Linked DNA regions of Rattus norvegicus: region 1 is linked to region 2. A link is a contact called in public HiChIP or PLAC-seq data. All regions are on one chromosome and are shown on one strand. The core of a region is the stretch at or near the end of the contact, and the rest is flanking DNA. Distances in the headings are between cores, read along the strand shown.

Evidence for each region. HiChIP or PLAC-seq counts read pairs in DNA pulled down with a chosen protein or histone mark.
Region 1: a contact with region 2 is called in an H3K27ac HiChIP or PLAC-seq map of oligodendrocytes, with 3 times the contacts expected there. The contact joins the promoter of Rpn1 here to the enhancer-like site in region 2. A contact is called at or near these places in 8 of 12 Hi-C or Micro-C datasets (the A7r5 cell line, the Rat2 cell line, Schwann cells and 4 more) and 1 of 1 datasets of contacts at active chromatin or transcription factors (oligodendrocytes).

What each region holds. Positions count from the first base shown.
Region 1 is chr4:122,099,311-122,104,844 of GRCr8, reverse strand. Rpn1 (ribophorin I) reads right to left here and starts at 3,869. Exons shown (of 10, transcript NM_013067.2): 1 at 3,568-3,869. The coding sequence starts at 3,825.
Region 2 is chr4:122,009,216-122,014,704 of GRCr8, reverse strand. No RefSeq gene overlaps it. Among named protein-coding and RNA genes, the nearest start is that of H1f10, 13 kb to the right of the region's middle. Within about 2 kb of position 3,069, at least 64 of the 93 cell types and tissues checked have an H3K27ac peak or open chromatin away from gene starts, as enhancers often do. A contact at or near this core is called in Schwann cells and kidney, where this site is marked.

The DNA.
Region 1 (5,534 bases), core at 2,620-5,119, 89 kb before region 2:
TTTTATACTTACAGTTCTAAATTTTAATTAAGCCAACTTTAACCATGGTTTGAATGAGAATGCCCCTCAAGGTTCATGCTTAAATACTTGGTCCCCAATTGATGGAACGATTTGAGCGGGATTTGGAAGTCTGACTTCTGGGAGGATGTGTGTCTAGGACATGGGTGGGTTTTGAGCTTTCAACAGAACTCCAGCCACTCCCAGTGTGCTCAGTGCCTCTGCTTGTGGATCAAGACGTGCTCTGGCTACTGTTCTAGCTAGAGCTACCTGCTACCTCTGCTTGACTGTCATGGACTCTGTCTGAAACTGTGAGTGTCAAGTAAACTCTCCGTAAGTTGCTCTGGTCTTGATGTTTTATACAGCTGTAGTAAAGAAACGAATACACCAACTATCTTACATCTCCACCAATGTAACTTTTCAAGTTCCCTTCCTGCTTGTTGTGGGGTGCGTGCGCAGGTATATTTGCCATAGAACATGTGTGGACGTAAGAGGACAGCTGTCAGGAGTCATTCTCTTCCACCTTGGTTTTGAGACAGGATCTCCCCCAGTGTTTCTGCCGAGATGAGTAGGTATTCCCCATTTCTGGCCTACAAGCGTCCAGGTGATTCTTTTGTCTGTTTTCCATCTGAAGGTGCAGTGTCCTGATATTACAGATGTGGACCACTGCACCAGGCAGACTCCAATCATAACAGGCTTGGACCGTAAGTGCTTCTACCCCCTGTGGTGGTGGGGATGGATCCAAGGGCCCTATCCAGGCCAGGTAAATACCTTGATCAGTGAACCACATCCCCATCCCAATATTTTTTTTTTCTCTGAAACATTAAGATTTAATCTGAAACACCATCAAAAACTTACTGGTGCACAGAATAAGTTCTGTAAACATCTTATGAACATTTTCCTGAACAATCAAATACACATAAAGACCTTATCTCCACATTCACTTCCCGAATGGTCCAAAGACTTCTTTCTGAATATTTTCTTTTTTATATTCAAGTATCTGTAAGCACAAAACATAAGGAGACAGCAGAAGGCCTCTATGTAACCAAAACTGCTGTTCCCCATCTGAGTGCAGTGGCAAAGGCCCTCGTGGCCACTATGGCACACTCCTGTACACTTATCCTTCAAAGTCACCAGCCGGGGAACCAGGTTAACTCCCAGAGGTTGCTGAGGCTTCTGGAGTGACAGACTGTGGGTAGTCTGTGGAAAACATACATGCACTCCACTGACCCTTGGCTAGACTAACCTAATGCTCCTCCAAAATGAAACAAAACAAAAAACTATTTTCTAAGACTAAAGCAATAATTCCCAGCAGAGAATGTACTACTAAAAGAATAATTTTATGTGTTGTTCTAGGACCTGCACTCAATGCCTGGTGCAGTTTAGCATGTGCTTTACCACTGCACCACACCCCAACCCCACAGGAAATTGTTTTCTTTTGAGACAAGGCCTCCACAAGTTAGCCTTCAACTCCCTTTAGGATGACCTTAAACTACTGATCCTCCTGCCAACTGTTGGAGCTATGTAGGCAATTGTCACTCTATGCCTACTCCAAGAGCAATTTTTAAAATATTATCTTTAGTATTTCAGAATCTTAGAATTTAGTTATATAATCATTCTCAATAATACTGGACTGGAAATGTTTTAAAATGCCATTATTTTGACTAGATCCTTACAAGGGCAGCATTCTAGTATACTCTTGCTCATTCAGAACTCTTCGTTAATGCATCTTATTTATACTAATAAAAAATATTCATTACTTAAAAGGTGAGAAAGCTAGGTATGGTGGTACACAACTGTAGTTCCAGTTCAGTTAGAACAGAGAACCAAGATGACCAGCAGTTCAAGGTCATTTTTAGCTTTCAGCATTCTGAAGGCTGAGACAGGAGGATTCCAGGTTCCAAAACAGTCTGAGGGCTGCACAGCAGTACCCTGTCTTGAAACAGTGAAAGAGAAAAAGATGGTTCAAACTACAAATTCTACTGCCCTACTAGTTCTATAAAAGGTTCCTGTATCCATCCACCTCACTCAAGTTTCCAAGGCAATGTGTGCTCTTTCTTAAGTTTAGCATTCAGTTGCGTCTCACCTAGGTAAGGAGTATAAACTGGTCTTCCTCCAGAATTAACACAACTGTGAATAAGTTGGTAACATGACTATGAAGCTGAATCACAAGTCCTAATTTCATGTCAAGGACAGAAAGCAAGGCAGCAATAATGCAGGAACAAGGGTGTGGAACAAATCAGACCTCCATTTGGGGTTAATAAGCTCCAAAACCAGAAACTTCCTCAGCCATGTAAGAATACCTGTACCTCAAAAGGTTGCTGTAAGGGTGGAGAATGGGCCTAAAATACCTGCCACAGCCTTCTCTTTTCCTAATCTTTTCTTTTTAATGCTCATGGGTGTTTGTTTCCATGTCTGTGCACCCTGAAACGGGAGTTACAGATGGCTGTGGAATTGAACTTGGATGCTCTGAGCCATGTGAAGAGACCCAATCTGTATGTATTTTACACCAGGACAGCAGGGTGACAAGCATCTGCTGTGATCTGATTATACTGTGACCTCATTAAGTCATGACTGGTTTTCACAAAACAGAACTGAACATCCAAAACACTCACGGGTAGAACTGCAAATTAAATGTCTTTCCAGAAGTATTTGAGGAAAGCCATGCTTCAGCATGAACAAGGTTTCAATGTAAAGGGGACAGGAGACAGGTCGGTGACTATTTGAAGTCCAGCTTTATAGCTCCGCAGTTAAAAGAACCTGTACTTTGAAATGTGATACTGTAATGACCAGTCTCCTAATAAATTGGGTAATCACTTAATGAATATAGTTAATGAGAACAGTAATAAAAAGTAACCTGTGTGGATATTCCCTCTATTCCCAAAGCCAACGATTTCTTTCCCTAAAAGGTGTAAATGCACACAAGGGTAAATGCTGAGGTGTTCCGATGAGAGGCGGTGGAAAGGAAGAGACCTGGGCTGCACCCCTATGCACAGCATAGGGGGCTGACTCTTCAAACTAACTCAAGAAGTCTGAACATTAAGAAAGCGTTAAGCAGCAGCTTTCAGAGGAGTGTCACATTAACCGGGTGTGAGAAATGACAAACTTTGATACCAGAAACCAGCTTGAACGCTGTTGCTATCTAGAGAGAACAGACTACTCCAGTCAACTGCATTCAAGAATTGATCTGTCTTAACTCTCTGATAGTCCTCAGACGATCATGTCCAGGGGACAGAAAAGAAGCTAGGTACCCGAAGTACCGCCATAGCCAAGACCCTCCTGAGGTGTGGAAGAAGGTCTTCAGGAGACCAAGGGGTCGCCTGGAGCTCCGGAGCTGCCACGTGGGCGGCGCCCGACGCTCGGAAGCTTCTGCTGACGTGTCCGATAGGACACGCGGACAGGAGGAACGGCGGACCTCTCCGCTGTCCCCTCCACACCTACCTTTCAGACAACCAGACGCCTAGTGGATCCCTAACGCCATAACTTCCCCGCCCCGTCCCGACCTCCCCAGGGATCTCCGGTCTCCTCAGGCATCCTGCGTGAGGTTCGCCGGCTCCTCCCTCCGCTCACCTGCACGCCTAGGTGTGCAAGTCGCGACTCCAGTTCGGGCTCCAGGGCCAGAACGAAAGAGCTGGCTCGTGCTGTAGAGCCGCCGCCCGGGTGCGCCAGGACCACCTCAGCCGTCACCTTGGCTAGGTGGCTGCTCAGGTCCACCGTGCGCTTCACGTCCTCGTTGACCAGCGGCGGAGCCTCCGAAGAGGCGCTGCCGGGCGTCGGGGCCAAGGCCCCGAGCCATAGCAGCAGCAGCAAGACGATCGGCGCCTCCATGACCGCGAGCTGAGCGCCACCGACACGCGCCCCGCCCCCCCCCCGCCACGGCGCAACCGTTGATTGGCCAACAGCACCACAAGATGGCTGGGCCGGGTCAGGAAGGACCCCGTCTCCAAGGCAACCGGGCGCCCATGGGGCGCCTGATTGAAAAATCTTAAAGCGCAGGCACACGTCTTTGAGCGCTTATTAGCTAGACTCACCAGTGATTTCTGTGGTAGTCGTCCTTCCTTATCTCCTGTTTCCTTCATGCTTATGCAAAAAAAAAAAAAAAAAAAAAATGGCCTCTCCGCTCAGAAACAGCTTAGTCTAAGGAAATAAGTTTGCCTTCTCTACATTGATATGAATACTAAGTGGGCAAAAGTTTAAAGAAAAACGGGAAATTTCCAAAGATTCAAGTCTCTCCCCTAATATTTAGTTCAATTTTTAATATGAGCGATGGCAGAAACCTTAAGCAACTAACCAAGGCTGATGATATTAACATCAAGTATCTGTTGGCACTTAGCACAATTGTAGAAGTCCAAGGTGAAGTTACTGGCAGGACTAAGCTGTCAGGTGAGGGCTGCTCTTTACTACCAAGATGGAACTTTGGCATTGCATTGTCTAAAGAAGGAATCGCATATCGTCATATGACAGAAAGGCAGGAAAGGGTCTCTCTGCGGCAAGACCTTTTACAAAGGCTTCTTGCAGATGGATTCCTCTAGTGCTGTCTCTCCCAAAGTCACACTGAAGAATTAATGACCTAAAACAAATGAACTTCAAGCTAGTGGAAAAACTCTAGTCGGTATACTGATAACACCTGATAAGAAAAATAATGTAGCAAAGAGAACATCTACTGGCATTATTGGGCCTTGAAACCATTTAAAAACAACAACAACAATGATGATAATAATGATAAAGAAAAATCTACTGATAAAACTTTGCTCCCCTAAAGTCCCGTTTCAACCCTATAAAATCTCGAAGCCCCCTGCACGATTGTGGTGTACAGTCTCCACTCACAAAAGGAGACTGCTGCTCCTTCATTCGCTCTGACTAAGGGCAATAAGGCCTTGGTAGAGATCTGTCACCTCTTTCATTTCCGTGTTGCCTCTTATCAATTCTGATCTAATGAACATGTCCCAATATTGTTGCTTGAAGGATGTAATTTAAAGGTAAATTTTGGGGGTTGGGGATTTAGCTCAGTGGTAGAGCGCTTGCCTAGCAAGCGCAAGGCCCTGGGTTCGGTCCCCAGCTCCGAAAAAAAAAAAAAGAAAAAAAAATTTTGGAAGGAGATGGAAATATTCAAACACTGACACTGGCTAATGAGAGAGCGGAGGGAAGGACATGCTCCTCCCTACAGAGAAGAAGTCAGGAAATTAGCACCTGCAGGCCAACAATCTGTCTCTCTCTATAAAGTTTTATTGGAACATAGCTACATTCATTTGCCTGTAGCTTATGATTGCATTCACACCATAGCAGGAACAGAATGTAGTGGTGAAACAGACCGTATAACCCACAAAACAAAACTACTTATTGTTTGCACACTAGTACATACATTATGTATGGAGAGATGGCTCAGTGGTTAGGAGAATGTGCTGCTCTGCCAAAGGACCTGCCTGTCACTCAAGGACCAGGATCTGATGCCCTCTTCTGACCTCCACAAGCATTGATACACAGATGTACTGTTCCTCTGCCTCAATTTTTGTCTGTCTTTGTCTCTCTGTGTCTCT
Region 2 (5,489 bases), core at 1,820-4,319:
AATTCGTAAGCAGGTATGATGAGCACTGAGAGGAGATAACCTGCCATCTAGAGAGCATTTTTCCTCAGCTTGTTCGTGTCGCAGTGACTGGAAAGTAGCAATGAAAGGGTGGGTCCCAGAGCACAAAGGGAGAGAGCAAAAGCAGGCAGGCCCCAGAGCACGAAGGGAGAGAGCAAAAGCAGGCAGGCGGGAAGAGGCTGGGAGGTGTGGACACAGAGGAGTCAGGAGCCAGCGGAGCCCTTATCTCCAAACTCCCACCCCAACAGGCTGATCCCTTGTTGCCACTAGCTACTGGCACCTGGAAACCCATGATGGAAGGTTCCTTTCTCTTTTCCTCACTGACTGACTCGGTCAAGTGCTGAGGATAGGAACCAGGCCTCTTGTGTGTTTAAGCGAGCCTTCTCCCACAGGGCCTGACAGCCAACACGGTGTCTACTGCAAGGCCACACACTACAGACATTGGGGAGGCCTGGGTTAGAGGAAGGGATGTGTGTGGAGAGAGCACTTTATACACGCGCAGTCTAGCTAAGGCTGACCCTGTTCCTGCCACCATAGCCCCCGCGTCAGACTTCACAGATGGGACATTCTTACCCCTTGAGAGCTACAAGACCACGCCAAGCATCTAGGAGGTTGCAGGCAGATGACGCCCTTCGGCATCGGCAGCATCCAGTGATGATTCCTTACTTGGAGACGAAGCTTTCCGTCCTGCTTCTCTCAGCAGCTTTGGAATCCCAGACTTCCTACCTTGAACTCAGAGCAATGTTGGCGTCACTTTCTCAGGTCGGAAGAAGACAATTCCAACTTTTGCCTGCAGAGGAGGCACAAGAAGCCACAGCCAGACTCCCCCTAGCTTCTCCACTTAGCTCTTATTCAACTGAAGGGCCCAGGAGCCAGGATGATGTAAGGCAGCTCTAGCTGGCAGAGCATGGATCCTCCCCTTCCCTGTGAACCTTTCTCTACTTCTTCCCACCTTCTTCCTTGGAAAACTATCTGTTCCTTGCTGTCTGTTTCTTGAGGTCCAGTTTGCACAGTCTCTTAAAAATGGCTGGTTCTTCAGGGAGCAATCTCCTTCCTGCCATAGAAGTTCAGAATACACATGCATACATCAGAGCCGGAGCCCTACTCTCCTCCTAGTGGAGGTGAGGGCTTACAGGGCTCTCACCATGGGAGCTGTAATCAGTGTGTCCCCTTTGCTCAGAGGGGGCCCTCAGAGTACTGGATGGGTCACAGCCACCTTTGAGTCTTTTAAATCTGCGTAACAATTTCCCAAATCCTGGTAAACCCCCAAGAAATGTAATGGGTGAAGATGCCAGTCTAGACGATTGCTGAATTCATTCTGGCATAAACAGAATTGAACTGGGAGACAGAAGAGACTCTGAGAAAAGGAGCACCTTTGAACAGCCAGAGTTGGCTGGAAGCCGTTTGTTACATTGACACCACCTTGAGTATTTTTTAGGGCTCCTGGGCCCTCCCCTGTCCCTTGTTGGCTAGATGCCCTCTGACCTGGGAGCAGGAAGCCTGCCTTAGCTCTCCATGCCTCAGCTGGGAATAGCTGGAGTCACAGCTGTGGTCCCATCTGTGCAACCACAGAGCTGTCTTCAGTTTGCTTTACTCTGAGGGGTTTGTTTGGAGACAGGGCCCTAGTGTCCTAAGTGCTGGGATGACAACAACCAAATACTATCAGGCTGGGTGAAAACCAGTGTTTTTAAGAAGAGTGTGATCGCACTGGCTGCTTTCAACAGCCTAGAACTCCGGCTCCAGGCAACCTAGTGCCCTCTTCTGGCCTGCCCTTCTCCCAGTAAGATATGACTTTTAACACACAAAACACACACACACACACACACACACACGCATGCACGCATGCATACACACACACAAAAAGAAACAAAAGCCAAAGACGATAAAACCACACACAAAGGACTACTCAGTGTGCCATGTGTCCTGAGATCCACACCAGGCTTGACACAGCAGGTCTCGGCCCCTCCGGTTCTAACCCCCATGAAGTGCTTGGTTCACCTGTACTTTCTCCCTGGTCCAAGTCTGAGCAACCCTGAGAGGGATTTGCCCAGTGCTCTGTGTTCTGTTCTTTTTTTTTTTTTTTTTTTTTTTTTGGTTTGTTGTCTTGTTTTTTTATTTCCCGGAACAAAAGGAAATTAAATAAGTAAAAGGACAAAGAGAAGTCATCAGTGTGTTGAATGTGGCTGTTTATATGTCCCTGACACTGCAGGGACCAGGGCTCTGGGTTTGAGATAATGAGCTATAAGGTGCTTGCTGCTCAGGCCTGGAAAACACAGGAATAGGACCTTCATCCTGTGGTCACTGGAGCAGCCAGACCTGCCAGGCGGTCTCAGGTGGCTGGCACCCCAGAGGTCTGCTCGAAGGTTGGTCAGCCTCAGCACAAAGATGCCGTGACCCTTTGGATCTTATGCTGGGGGGTCTCTCAGTCTCTCTCTGTGTCTCTCTCTCTGTCTCTGTCTCTCTCAGTCTCTCTCTCTGTGTCTGTGTCTCTGTCTCTGTGTCTCTGTCTGTCTCTGTCTCTGTCTCTCTCTCTCTCTCTCTCTCTGTGTGTGTGTGTGTGTGTGTGTGTGTGTGTGTGTTTCACACCCTGACCTAGTCTGGGATAGAGGATGAGGTCCTGTGGAATGTTCTTTCAGCTTCCTAAGTAATAAAGTGGAGGCGCCTTAACCTAATGTGTTGGAAGGGCGAAAGCAATGACCTCAGATTACCTGGAATACGGTCCTTGGGGAAACCCCTTGGGCCCTCCCTCTCTGGCTTCTGCTGGGAAACCCGTCACCAGATCTATAGAAGGGTGTGGCTGCAGCAAACACTAGTGCGGGGCAGCCCTGGGCACCAAACACATCAAGACCCCACGCCCTTCCTAGTTCTACTGGCTGTTTCGCAGGAGAAGGGTCTGTGAGAAAGCATTGTGACTGCAGCGCAGAGGCGGCGCTGCCCCCTCCCTGCCCCGCCTCTGCCTCTGTGACTGGTGGGCGGGGAAAGTGTGGATCTCCATGGAGATAGGATGGGGAGGCGGGGGATGGGCGCTCCCAACGCTTACCCAACGGCCAACTGCTGAGCTGAAAGGCAGTGGATCAGAAGATGCTGTCACCTCCAGTAGCAGGGCCAGCGGGGCCCTGAGAACCAGGGAGGCAGCTCTATCTTCCTAGGAGCTGGACCATCCTCCGTGGCCCAAGACCGCGTCAGCAACAAAGTCTTTCTTCATTCCTGTTAATGTAGCTGGACAACAGCCTTGTGGGTCGCCTGAGGCACTCTGGATCGGGCTGGCTACCCTGTACCCAGCACCAGGCCTGAGACCCTTCCTCCATCACTTAAGCAAATGAACATTTGCGAGCATGAGTGCCAGTTACACGGGACTTGGCTACAAAGACTGACTGATAGGACCAGAAGAGACTAGCTAGCACAGAACTTGAAGTGCCCAGGAGGAAAGACAGGAATGGCACTGGGTAACCCTGCTTCAGATGGGGTGTTTGGAGAGGGTCTTTCTGTGGAGGGGAACTGGGCACGAAGTGTTTGGGGACATTAGTGTAAAGCCGAAATCACAGAAGGGCCCCCAGGTAGAAAAGGGTGTTCAAGCCAGGCTGGACCTGACATGGCCCCAGGCTACTGGAGACACTGGATTCAGATGGGGCAGGATTAATGGAAGCTTCAAAATAAAATAACAAACCCCAGGTATTTAGTAATAGAAGACCAACCTGGATGGGCAAGGACAGAAACTCCTTAGATTAATGCTTCTGTGGACCTAGATTCCCAGGAATCTAATTATCCTTCCTTTTTGGGGTGCTTTTTTGGAATAGGGTCTCTGCATAGTCCTGGCTATCCTGGAACTCACTATATAGACCAGGATCTCTCTAACTCAGAGATCCTCCTGCCTCTGCCTCCTCAATGCTGAGACTAAAGGCATGTGTCCCAATTCTTGAAGTTTTATCGGGCAGGCTTACAAGTGTCCAAAGCCCTGGCCCATGGTGTCGATCCTTGCCTGGGCCCCCCAGTAATGAAAGGAACCACCACCCAGAACCCGAAGTCCCTGCCTTTCTGTGCCCTGATGCCCTTCTACCTTAGCTATGGGATAGGAACATTAAAAAGCGACAAAACCAAAATCACCTCTTTATTTAAGGCTAGGAGTGAGGAAGCAGGACTGACGGGTGTGTGTAACAGTGACAAGCATGTCCTGTACTGCCTAAAAGTCTGGGGAATCGCTACTCTCTGTGCGATTTCCCCCAGGGAAGAACTTTGACCCTGCTTCCAGATGAATAGCTAACGCTACTCTGAAACCACAGCCACGTGCACAGACAGACAGGGAACCTGCAGGCTCTTGGCTGGGCTGGGCCGTGCCCTGGTCTGGTCGGTCTCAGCTGGACTAAGGGACTAGGTTGCTCCACAGCCAACATGGTTCTGGCCAGTGTGGTTAGTTGGTGGCTGCTCTTCATGAAGGCCTTTCTTTTCCTGACTTTAAAACAGAATTCACTTAAATCTAATTTGAAAACTAAGTCTGCTAATTATGGTGCTGATAAAGAATGGTAAACTTTTTCTCTTTTTGGTGGCAGGATGGAACTTAGGCCTTCAGGACTACTAGGCAAGTGACCAGTGCTGAGTCCTCTCAGCCTCCTTTGAGGAAAGAGTATAAAATTCAGTTGTAGAGTAAAAAGTATAGCTAGGTTACAGAACTGAAAATTTCTTTGTCTAGGGCAGGGCCTAAAACTTCTTGGGGAGCGGGGGGGGCGCGGGGGGACACAGAGGAATTCAAACTTTTGAAAAATGAACATTTCTCACCAAATGTCGCTTATTCCTTCTGTAGCACGCACTGAGAAAAGGACAGAAACGGCCTTTTTGCTTCTCATGGGGGAAATGTCTCAAATACTTGCTGGGTTTTATTGGGGCAATGTCTACATAGGAGTTGACCTTAGAGAGAGAAGACCCAGAGTCTAGAATTATCAGAAAAATTAATTTGTTTCTTCTGTTATGTCAATAATGAGCATGGGGGTTTCAGCCTTATTAACGTTCACAGTGCAGGCAGCACAAAGAAGTTGGGGGCCAGGAAGCTGCTTAAGCAACAAATCGCAGTTACTCCCTTCCCCGGGGAGGCGTCTGAGGCTGGAGTCCATTTCTGGGGCTGCTGCCAGTGACACATATGCAGAGCTTCTTGGTACACCTGATGGTTGTCTTTGAGCAGAGTCCCAGGAGGCTGAGTGAACTCATTCTGCATTCCCTGCCCAACCTTGTGGCTTCTCATCCCTAATGATGTGACTGGCCAGGTGCCTCTGTGACCCCTGCTAGCTGGACAGTCACAAGGACGAGAGCAGGAGCTGGGAAGTGTGCTTGGACTATATTCCGGACACGCCTCCGGGGCCCACCTCAGCTTCTTCATGTAAGATAGAGGCTGGGACAAGGCACGGGTGTGTTAAGGGCCCTGCCGACCTTGTAAAGAACAAGGCCTCTTCCAAGGGCACGCCCAGCAGGTGTTAGATGAT